Regions from separate parts of the Mus musculus genome. Here region 2 is linked to region 1. A link is a contact called in public promoter capture Hi-C data. All regions are on one chromosome and are shown on one strand. Each heading gives the region's core, a stretch centred on a gene start, on an enhancer-like site or on the middle of the called end of the contact. The rest is flanking DNA. Distances are from core to core; before and after follow the strand shown.

Region 1 (5,511 bases), core at 1,715-4,214:
AGCCTGGTCTACAAAGTGAGTTCCAGGACAGCCAGGGCTATACAGAGAAACCCTGTCTCGAAAAACTAAACTAAAAAAAAAAAAAAAAAAAAAGAAGAAGAAGAAGAAGAAGAAGGAAGGTGACATTTGCAGAAGTTACAGGAGCTTCTGGTTTATATCATGACTGCTTTTTAATCTTTTTGTTTATGAATCTGATAAAATCTAGGTCGCTAATATTTTTAATTCCAAGGCCCCAGACACTGCCACTCTTTTCAGTTTTTGCTTTTACTTAATTCGTTCTTTGTGGAAAATTAGGCTGAAGAAGCCTAGGAGTAAAGTTTGGAAAAGGTTAATAAAATTCTTTGCCTAGTTAAAGAAAAATGCAAGTCAAGTTACATTGCCCGCTCCAGCTAGCACCTCAGTCATTTCTCATTAGAGCACAGGGCAAATTCATTTTCTTTTAGGTACCAGAGGCCAGAATCAGAGTCTTATACATGCTAGACAAGTCATATACCACAAGATATGATCCCAGCTCCTTATATTTTATATTCTGAAAAAAATTTATGTTGAGGTAGGGTCTCTTTATCGTCCTTGTGTTTCTAGAACTTCCTATGTAGTCTACACTGGCTCCAAACTTACAGAGATCCATCTGCCATGGCTGTCAGAGTGCTGAAATTAAAGGTGTGAGCTACCATGCCTGGCTAAATTTTAAACTCATCAGCATCTTTGGTTTCCATGTCCATCCAGTGAGTTGGTATCTTCCCCTCAGGCTGACTTCATTCTATGCTGCTCTCTGTTGCAAAACACAAAAGCATGCAGGCATCCCTTTGATAACCTCAACTCCTTAGATATTATTCCCCACTTCAGGATCTTTGAACTCCTCATTGTCTTTAATTGGAGAATTCATTCCCTGAAACATCACAATGTCCTTTTTTTAAAAGATTGATTTATTCATTATGTATACAGCATTCTGTCTGCACATATGCCTGGAGGCCAGAAGAGGGCAGCAGATCTCATTATAAATGGTTATGAGCCATCCTGTGGTTGCTGGGAATTGAACTCAGGACCTCTAGAAGAACAGACAGTGCTCTCAACCTCTGAGCCATCTCTCCAGCCCCACTGTCCTTCTTCTTATTCAGTTCTCAGTTTAAATGTCAAATCTTGAGAGAGCCCTTCCCTTCCCAGCCTATCTATCTCACCCACCCTCTCTCATGTCCCCACTACTAATTTCATAACACTCACTGTTGTCTGAATAAAGGTAAACTTCTGGAGAGAGGGGCTCTGGTTGGCCATGCTCACTACTGTGACCCCGGTCGCTGTGATTGTAAGTTTCTGATACCTTCTAGACACACAGTAATCTCTGCTGGACATTACTGAGGAGAAAAAGCAGAAGGAAGAGAAAGGAATGAACTCTTTATAATCTCTGCATTCCCAGAATTCCAAGTCTGCCCTCAGTATCCAGCATATGTGGTCCCCTTGTTTTCAGAGTCAGTAGGCTCTAGGTGAGAATGCAAAACAAGCCAGTATATCCACAGTCTTAATTGCTCCTTTCTTAATGTTAATACCCAGCAATTTTAGTGGCAATTTGAACTGCAGCCTTTATGAGTAGGAGCCAGGATCTCAATGAGAACCAGGGGAAGCAGTAATCACCAGCAAGCTTTAGTCAAATTTAAATATAGACCTGGCAGCAGAAAGCAAATCCAGCCACGAAGCATGGACGTATCGGAGTAGCACATCAGGTAGGCTATTGGCTTCTCCAAAATGTATGCAAGCTTTCTGAACTGAGAACTTAGGGTGAGCAGACACCTGCATGTTGCACAAGTGCCTGATAGTGTTTTTTGTTTATCCGGTACATAAATGCATGGCAGTACTCAGCTGGCTTTCTAACACAGCATCCGAGATCTAACTCCCTAGGGAAGGAGCTGGAAAAGGGATGCATTCGACTTAAGCTGAACAAATCAAGAGAAGAGTCTGTGATCTCCCCCAGGCAGTGTTCTGAACCATACAGACAGATTGGAAGCATCGATAAAAGAAGTGTGTCAACGAAAGAGTCCAAAGGCCACAGAAGCACAGCACAGGCTGTAAATTTAGTAACTTTGTGTCTGTCTTGCTCCCTTCCTATACTTTGTGGTTAACTAAGAAATTGAGACCAGAGTAGACAAAAAAAAAAAAAAAGGCAAGCTTGTTTAGGATTGTGCCAAAAGGCAATGTGGTCATGGTAGCAACAGACCTCTTCTGTAAGGTGTGGGCTGTGTTGGTGTCCATTTTGGAAGCAGTCCTGTGTGGTTAGCGTGAGACACTATGCATGCAACATCTAAGGGCAGTCCTGATTGGTCGATGTTGGAGTCTATGAAAGAGGCTGGGTTTGCTGAGTAGCAGCTCTATCTCATTGGCTGCTCTCAGTTCCATCCCCTTTCCAGAGCCATGGTTTCCTGTTGGAGTCTACAATCTGGACCAGGCCTGCAAGTAAACCCACTCCCACGCCAACCTTTGTCCACAGCCCCTCTGGACTTCTTGAGTCACTAGACTATGTACTCCTCTCTGAGTTCAAGCACAGGTTGTCACCTGGATCTTCCAGTTGCAAAGCTCTGTACTTAAACTTTCAAGAGTAGGTCCTGAAGAAGTATTCCAATTCAACAGCCAGAATACCTGGTGTGTGCTGGAGTCTACTTTTCAAATTCTGGAATTTATGAATATGTAAGTGGTTTAATTTTATCTCATAGATATATAGTTCCACCTGAGAATCTTCAGTGTCCCACACATACAGATGGTTTAGTCTGTCTTGTGGTGATTTTTTTTTTAATTTCCTGCTTTGCCTGGAGAACAGGACAATACTGTACACCAGGTGGGAAACAATGGACTCCCAGGCTCTATATATCTGGGGAATCATCTGCCCTAAAATACCTCACCACCTCCCCAGTCTTCCCTCCTCCTGGAAGAGGGGGTGGAATTGGGATGGAGCCACATTTTATATTCCATTTGCTGCCTTCTGTTCTTGTCATCTCCGCTTTTGCATTTGCCTCCACGGAGGGTTGCAAATGCACACGGGAGAAGGCTTAATGTGATTTTGGGTGCCCTGGGAGGGACAGTCTGCCAAGCGCAGATGCCACCAGGCTGCTTGCTGCGGGTGCCTGCATTACGCCACTGGATACTGTGCCTTTGGGTTTGCTTGTGTTTTAACTTAGTGGAGCAACTTAAAATCTTCATGAAGGAAATGGGAGCATTGAGGGGAGAAGGGAGTGAGGTAGGATTTCAGGTAAGGCATTGCTCTTACAAGGGCAACCCAAAGCACAACTCCAGACCTTGAGATTTGAAGATAAGGCAGAGGACTAGAAAGGGAGAGAGGGATATGCCTATTGTTAGGTCGTAAGACTAAGTGAAGTTATCAGAGATGGACCTTTTCTCCTAGGGAGGATCACATCCTTTTCCCTCAGGGAGGACCATGACCTTTTCTCCTAGGGAGGATCACATCCTTTTCCCTCAGGGAAGAATGCACCTCTTTCTCTCAGGGAGGACCACATCATTTCCCTTCCAGAGAGGACCACATCCTTTTTCCTCAGGAGGGCCACATCCTTTTTCTCAGGGAAGCTTTTCTTCCTCAACTTGTCCATTGGGAGGCAGGTGCTGTGTCCTTGGTCATGGCCAAATGCTTTCACAAGGTGGTCGCCTTCCGATTGTGGTTGCCATGACTACTCATGAACCATCGGGTCTCAGATCCGAGTCTCCAGTTCTGATCAGCATCTGCCTCTCCTTGATGTTCCAGAGACTCCTGGGTTACAATAGAAGAGTCTCTCTCTTTCTCTATCTCTGTCTCTCTCTGTCTGTCTCTGTCTCTCTCCTGTCTTTTACCTCAAACCTACCAGGCAAACCTCATTTTATTTATTTTTTATTTTCGCTCTTTAGCCCCTTTTCATGCCTCTGTGAAGAGCATAGAAGGCCACCCCAATGCGGAAGCAATACTCACCAGCTCTTGGAGAATTTACCCTTCCATCCTTCCTCAGGTTTCCCGTCTTCTTGCTATTAAAACCCTAAGTGAGACCTCGTTATTTTCGATCTTACATCCTAGTGATCTCACTGTTCTCCCACTTCTCCAGTCCATGGCTCTCACTAACTGGAATCAGCTCCTTACTGAGACTTTACTGTTTCTGATCAATTATCCACATTCCTCAGAATTGCCCTATCACCAGCCCCTCAGGAAATAATATGTCTTACACTTGGATCCATGTTTGCTGGTCCCCAGAGCCTGGCTCCTTCATTGTTCTCCTTCTGGACTCTTCCTGACACCTTATCAGTCTAACCCCCTTGCTAATTTAACTGTAAAATCAACTTCTATAGACATTAACTATTGAAGTTAGGATTCAACATCTGTTGCAAACTCAACATGTCAGAATCCACAGGAGCTATCTGTTTTAGGTGATAAACTAGGCATTTAGCTCTTATCTTTTATAATAAAAACATTTAGTTATTTTATTTGTAAGTGTTTTACTGGCATGCATGTCTGTGTACCATGTGTGTATGAAGTGTTGAGACTAGGAAAGGGCATTAGACCCCCTCAAACTGGAGTTACAGATGGTTATAAGCTGTCATGAGGTGCTGGGAACCAAACTTGGCTCTGCTATAAGCAGGCAATGTTTTTAACTGCTGAGTCATCTCTCTAGCCTCAACCATCTTATTTTCTTTAAATTTATTTAATAAATGTTTATTATATGATGAACACTTAATATATCATTGAAGCAAAAGATTAATATTAATGTTACTTTTTAGTAGATGGTATCAAGAGTTAACAGCACTATCAATGTGTCAGGGGCCATTCTGACAGTTATCATGTATTTGTTCATGAACTCTTTCCAACATCCACAGAAGTGGCTGCTCTCATTGCACCAACTGTGTTTTACATGGAGGAAGCCATGGTGTTCGGCAAATCACAAAACTAGTAGGGAACAGAATTAGAGGTGGAGGAGTCATTGTGAATCCTTAGCCAATGTTTGGTGCCTTCATTTCAGTCACTGGGTTCTGGGGAAACAGAGCCCACACACAGGTTTTTACTTCAATGTGTGACTGCTATGTTAATTACAGTTATTTAGATTTGAGTATTTGGCAGATTTTTTTCCCCCAAAATGAACAAAGTAAACCTTTGTCTTAAGGAAAAGGAACTGACAGTTTTTGTTTTCTTTGTTGCCAGTGATGAACGGTTCAGCTTCTTATGTGAAAATTGAGACTCCTATCTGCCACTGGCTTGGCTCCTTTGTCATATTTAGGTGGTGATGTTAAACGGGCATTGTTGAGAGTAGATAATGGTATGTTGTCACCACCTGGAAGATCTTCACATCTCAAGGGATTAATATCTTTCAAACGTTCAGTCCATGACATCAGAGGATCAGCCTGGGTGTGTGTCCCACTCTGTGTTCAGAAGACACTTGTAGATTTTAATGTAATTAAGTCCGATGAGCTCAATGACACATTTTCCAATTACACACACAATTAGCTTGTAAGAACCTATCATTTAGTGAATTTTAGGGTAAAATCAAATAA
Region 2 (5,511 bases), core at 1,056-3,555, 1.0 Mb after region 1:
GTGTGGAGTGGAATGGTGCCTCGCAAAAGGAGTAATATAAATAAATATTTTGCTCTTACTGGCATTATGTTATTTCTGTTACTAATGGGAGCTCATGGATTTGGACAGCTGCACTGGGCCCAGCGAGCCGGGTGAACATAGAGATTGATAGTAGCTAACCTGACTGGGCTTGTTGCAAAAGTCCCTGGAGCTAATTAGCCAGAAAATGAGCTGTAACAGCTGACTGGCTAACGAGGCTGTATATAATCAAGTTATTTTCGAAGTTCATTTCTGTTTCTTATAAACACTGGTGCTCAGCGAAGTTCCCAGAAAACCTTTCGCCCCTGGTAGATTCCTGTCTATTGAATAGATTTGTTGAGTGTTTCTGCTCGGCTTGAGTAAACCTTTCTGACTTTACTGTTCTAGGGAATTTAAGCAGTTTTGGCCTAGTCATCGGGGCCTGAAGAGGAAGCACAGCGGCCCCGAGAATCACTGGGTGAGTTCTCCACCAGGCGCGCCTTTTCTCAACTTTCTTCGATTTGTGATCCGAGTTTGATTGTTTGCTTTCTCAGTGGAAGAGCATGGGGGTTCATGCCTTCTGGGTAAATGTCCTACAACTGAAGTATTATAATCCCAATTTTGTACTATTATTATTATTATGTAAGTACACTGTTTCTGTCTTCAGACACTCCAGAAGAGGGCATCAGATTTCGTTACAGATGGTTGTGAGCCACCATATGGTTGCTGGAATTTGAACTCAGGACCTTCGGAAGAGCAGTCTGCGCTTTTAATCACTGAGCCATCTCGCCAGCCCCAGCATTGAGGTTTTTGTTGTTGTTGTTGTTTGTTTGTTTTGTTTTTTCAGGGTTTCTTTGTATAGCCCTGGCTGTCCTGGAACTCACTTTGTAGATCAGGCTGCCCTCGAACTCAGAAATTGGCCTGCCTCTGCCTGGGATTAAAGGCATGTGCCACCATGCCTGACTATAATCCCAAATTTTAAGACATGTTAAAATCTCGACTGTGGCTGATTGAGGGAAAGTCCTAACCACAGCCCACAATCCCTTGCCTAAAACACCCAGTCTGCAACGCTGGAGAGGGTCTGTGCCCTGCCCCCAATTCCCCTTGCAGTTCCAAGACAGCCAGGACTACATGGAGAAACCCTGCCTTGGAAAAAAAAAAAAAAAACCCTTATGGAAAAAAAATTTAAACAAAAACAAGAAAATTAATCCTTTTTTTTTTTTTTTTTTTTTTTTTTTTTTTTTTTTACAAAGTGAGTTCCAGGGCAGCCAAAACTACACAGAGAAACCCTGTCTCGAAAAAAAAAAAATTTACTCCTATCTGTGTGCTAACACGTGGCTGGTTCTGACTCCCAGCTTCATGCTCCCAGGAATAAGACTTAGACTCAAAATATATTTACAAATACCTTGGCCATAAAGCCAGGGTTTTCTCTGACTAGATCATAACTTACATAATCGACATAAACCCATTATTTTAACCTACATTTTGCCACATGGCTGGCTATCAATGCTCAGGCACCATGAGTCGGTCTCCTCACATCTTCCCGGGCTATTCTCCCTTGGGACTCTATCCCAGAATCCTTTCTGCCTCCTGGATGTTCCACCTCCCATTTCCTGCCTAAGCCATAGGCCACAGACTTTTTAATTGACAGGTGATGCATCCATACAACACACAAGTATTCTCTCTACGCATGGCCACAGTGTCTTGAAGGAGAACCAAAGCCCAAGGCCCTGTTTATGGAAACTGTGATAATTTTGAAGGTCTTGACATTCACTTTGTCACCGAATTTCCTACAGAGATTCCGCCCCCACCCCCCGTAAAAATGCATTTAGTATGTAAGGAAAATATTTTCCTAGAAGTTCATCTTCCTCACAAATTATGTTCCATGCAAGAACATAGAACTGGGCAGGTCTGAATACTCTTCATTTTACATTGTTACACTCTGACATTGAGGTAATGTCGGCGTGCAGGATATTCAACATTCAAGTCAATAAAGCATGCATTAAATATGCAGTGTGCTTTCGGGTTCTGTGAAGTCCTCTATTTAAAACCCGTGTCAGGCTAAGGAGCTTAAATTTAGAAATAGCGTTAGTCTGAGACCTCATGTTACTTAGGCCTTCAGCAAGGCCCGTCACATGCCCGAGATCTCTCTGAGTTCCTTTCTCAAGTCCTCTGCCTCTATGGCACTGAGACTGGAAGAGAGCGAGATTTCTACCAGAACAAACATCAAAGTGAGAATGGTCAGGGTTGGGGGCGGGGCCTAAGAAGGTTGCTAGGGAAGGAGCTATTAAGTCATTTCCGACTGACTAAGTCGTTACCAAGGAAACAGCGGAGAGCGACAGAGATTGGCAAGTCAAGGGACATGTTCCCTCCCCAGCTCCTTTCTGCTCTGGTGTCTGGTTTGATCTTGGCCTGCTGAAAGACGCTAAATACTCACGATCTTAGTATGCTACCATCCTTCTCCATGCTCTGTTCCCCAAACCCCTCTCCTGGCACAGTTGCTCTGCTGTGATGGAAAAGCTTTCCTCTACCTCACCAACCCCCACTCCAGCCTCGCCCTAACTCAGGAGCTGCAGCTTCGGGGATATTGCTAACCCACCTCTCGCATTGGGTTTCCTCCACCCTGTTAAATGCAGTATGTGGTTTTAGATTTTTCTCCCTAAAATATTTAGAGATGGAGGGAGCATTCTAAAGGGTACATGCTTAGGATTTCTGTCTTGTCCCTCAGTATCAAGATGTATAGGTAAAGAGGAATAGCAAAATCGTGAAGACACATTTGCTGAAAAAAATAAAATTTAGTAAAGAGAACGGGAATACGGGTTTGGAGTTGGAGGAAACCACAGGACAAGGGTGTCCACTTGCAGGGCTCCCTCTGAATCCCAGCACAGGGCTATTGGTTTGAGACTGGCTGGTAGTCCTCTCCTAATTGGCAGTTCGCACCTGGGTGTAGTAAAGTCCTGACTTAAGCAATGGTTTCCTTGTGCTCCTTGGGTCTTAGAATTGAAGTATTTCCCACGTGGTTTGAAGCCTCATAGCAAACGGTTCTGCTCTGAATCATAAGTTTCCTTTACCCTCTCCTGCGCCTTTCATCTCTCCTTCTCTAACAATATTTTCACGTTTTAGTGCCTCATATTTAAAAAAGACAAGCCCTCTTGAGTCCAGCCTCATCTTCTGGCTACTGTGTCCCTGCTTCCACATAACAGCCCAGAGCCTACTTTGTCAATTCCTCAACAACCTCGGTCTTTTGCTCTGCGGCTCCACTGCTGGTAATCAGCAGTTAGGTCTCTCTCTCTCATTTTTGACTGTACTCATGCACATTTACCTGACCTGCCATTTAGTACACTAGCAACATTTAGTATAGTTGAACGTGCCAAGGCTTTTTGGTCTTCTTTCTCCTTTCACGAAGTGCCTTTGTTCCTCGGGATCGTTTCTGCGTTGCTGTGCTAGTCACGACAGAATGGCAATGCACACGCTACACCTTTAATTTGCATCATTAACACATCGCCATAGATCCTTAAATCTTAAGTCAACTAGAAAAAGTCATAAATACCGATTTAAAACATTTGATAGTTTTCACAATGCAAATACTCTTAGGGCCAGTCTTATAGCCTCAGAACTTGAGAGAAGCTGGGCAAGGTTAACCCCTAGTCTCTTCCTTATCGTTATTGTTATTGCTGTTGTTTTGCGATTCTTCTGGAAGTGTCAGGCAAACACTCTTTCCCTGAGCTACAGCTCCGGCCCTTCCTCTTCCCACCATGTAGGTTCAATTATCAGCTCAAGTGCAACGCAACAGTTAATTGCTGGAGATTTCAAAAAAAAAAAAAAGTCTTTACATTTACCTGTGTGTATGTGTGTAGGCATTCAAACTGAGATTGTCACGCTGGCAGAGCAAGAAGTTACTCAGTGAGCTTTCTCTCCAACCCCTCAATTCACTTTTATCTCATATGCTAACACAAGAATCAACTCAGCATACGTCCCCAGAACACCCTCACAGTAGAACAACTTGACATCCACCACCTCTCCCATCACAGCTTTGGAAACCTTGGAAGGGGCTAAGAACTAGACTCTCTCCTGAGTTCTCTACTACTCTTTACAGTTCAAATAGAAACTGAAGTGCAAGTAGTGATTTTTGTTTCACCCCTTAATAGTACAAGCTTCATGTTTTTTTTTTTAAAGTAATGCATGATATATAAAATGGACAATGTAGTTAAAGTCTATAACCAATCCCAGTTCTAGGCTAGAGGCTTGGGAAACCTTGTGGCTACAGCTGTTTAAGTCGTACAATAGAGTATGTAAAGGTCACAGACTTTAAAGACATAGATGGAGCTCAACTCTGGCTAGTTATTTACAATTTGAACTTAAATCTTTTTTTTTTTTTTTTTTTTTTTTTTTTGGTTTTTCCAGACAGGGTTTCTCTGTGTAGCCCTGGCTGTCCTGGAACTCACTCTGTAGACCAGGCTCGCCTCGAACTCAGAAATCCACCTGCCTCTGCCTCCGGAATGCTGGGATTAAAGGCATGCGCCACCACTACCCGACTTTGAACTTAAATCTTAAAGTTTAGTCCGGCACAAGGTAATTAAAGTCTTCTAATCAGTGAACAGAGAGATAGCCCAGCAGTTAGGATTGTTACTGCTGAACTGGAGCAATGGCTCAGAGGTTAAGAGCACTGGCTCTTCTTCCAGAGGTCCTGAGTTTAATTCTCAGCAACCACTTGGTAGCTCACAACCATCTGTAATGAGATCTGGTGCCCTCTTCTGGCAGGCAGGATCAGAGTTCAGATCCTAGCATCAACATGGGGTCGCTCTCAAAAGCCTGTGACTCCAGTTCCAAGAGATATGATGCCCACTTGCAGCATCTATGGGCACTTGCACAGCACGTACACACACAAAGAGATTATTTGAAAAATCTCCCATGCCAGGGACTTGATAGAAAACAGTGTAATATCATTAACATACCAAATCTCATTTCATTGTTTCCTTTAGACAACTTTATTTAGTTTCCATTGAGTTCCAGAGACAGTTTCATAGTGGAGCATATACAATTATTTCAAGGTTCCCATTTTGCTTTTTTTTTAGAACTTCCAAATGTCTGTGAAACATATCCAGGACAATTCAAACCAGGAAATAGCTGCAAGAATCATTCAGAGGGCCTGGAAAACTTTCCTTGTGAGTTCATCGGATCTCTTGAGAGAGAACTTATATTTCACAAAGTTAACGTAAAGTGTGTGCAGTTCAGTAGTTCCTTGTTGTGTTTACACTTGCGTGTACCACCCTTCAAGTTAGACTTTCAATATTCAGCTTCAAAAGGTAAAATTATTTCCGTAGGCTCCAAAACATTTACATTCTTTTTAGTTAAAACAATGTTTTGGTGTGCACGTATGTAGGGCAGTGGGACATGCTTCTATACGCATGCACACAGAGGCCACAAGTAAACCTTAGACATTGTTCCTCAGGATGTAGCCTACTTTCGTTGTTGAGACAGGAACCCTCACTAACCTATTACTTGACAAGCAGG

What was found. Promoter capture Hi-C pulls out the DNA fragments that hold promoters and counts their contacts.
Region 2: a contact with region 1 is called in a promoter capture Hi-C map of hippocampal neurons, with 3 times the contacts expected there. The contact joins the promoter of 4930550C14Rik here to the enhancer-like site in region 1. A contact is called at or near these places in 6 of 39 promoter capture datasets (the 3T3-L1 cell line, the C10 cell line, HPC-7-derived erythroid cells and 2 more).

Annotation. Positions count from the first base shown.
Region 1 is chr9:52,405,042-52,410,552 of GRCm38.p6, forward strand. No RefSeq gene overlaps it. Among named protein-coding and RNA genes, the nearest start is that of Gm33125, 16 kb to the right of the region's middle. Within about 2 kb of position 2,965, at least 11 of the 459 cell types and tissues checked have an H3K27ac peak or open chromatin away from gene starts, as enhancers often do. A contact at or near this core is called in hippocampal neurons, where this site is marked.
Region 2 is chr9:53,402,981-53,408,491 of GRCm38.p6, forward strand. 4930550C14Rik (RIKEN cDNA 4930550C14 gene) reads left to right here and starts at 2,306. Exons shown (of 9, transcript NM_001376944.1): 1 at 2,306-2,632; 2 at 5,073-5,162. The coding sequence starts at 5,082.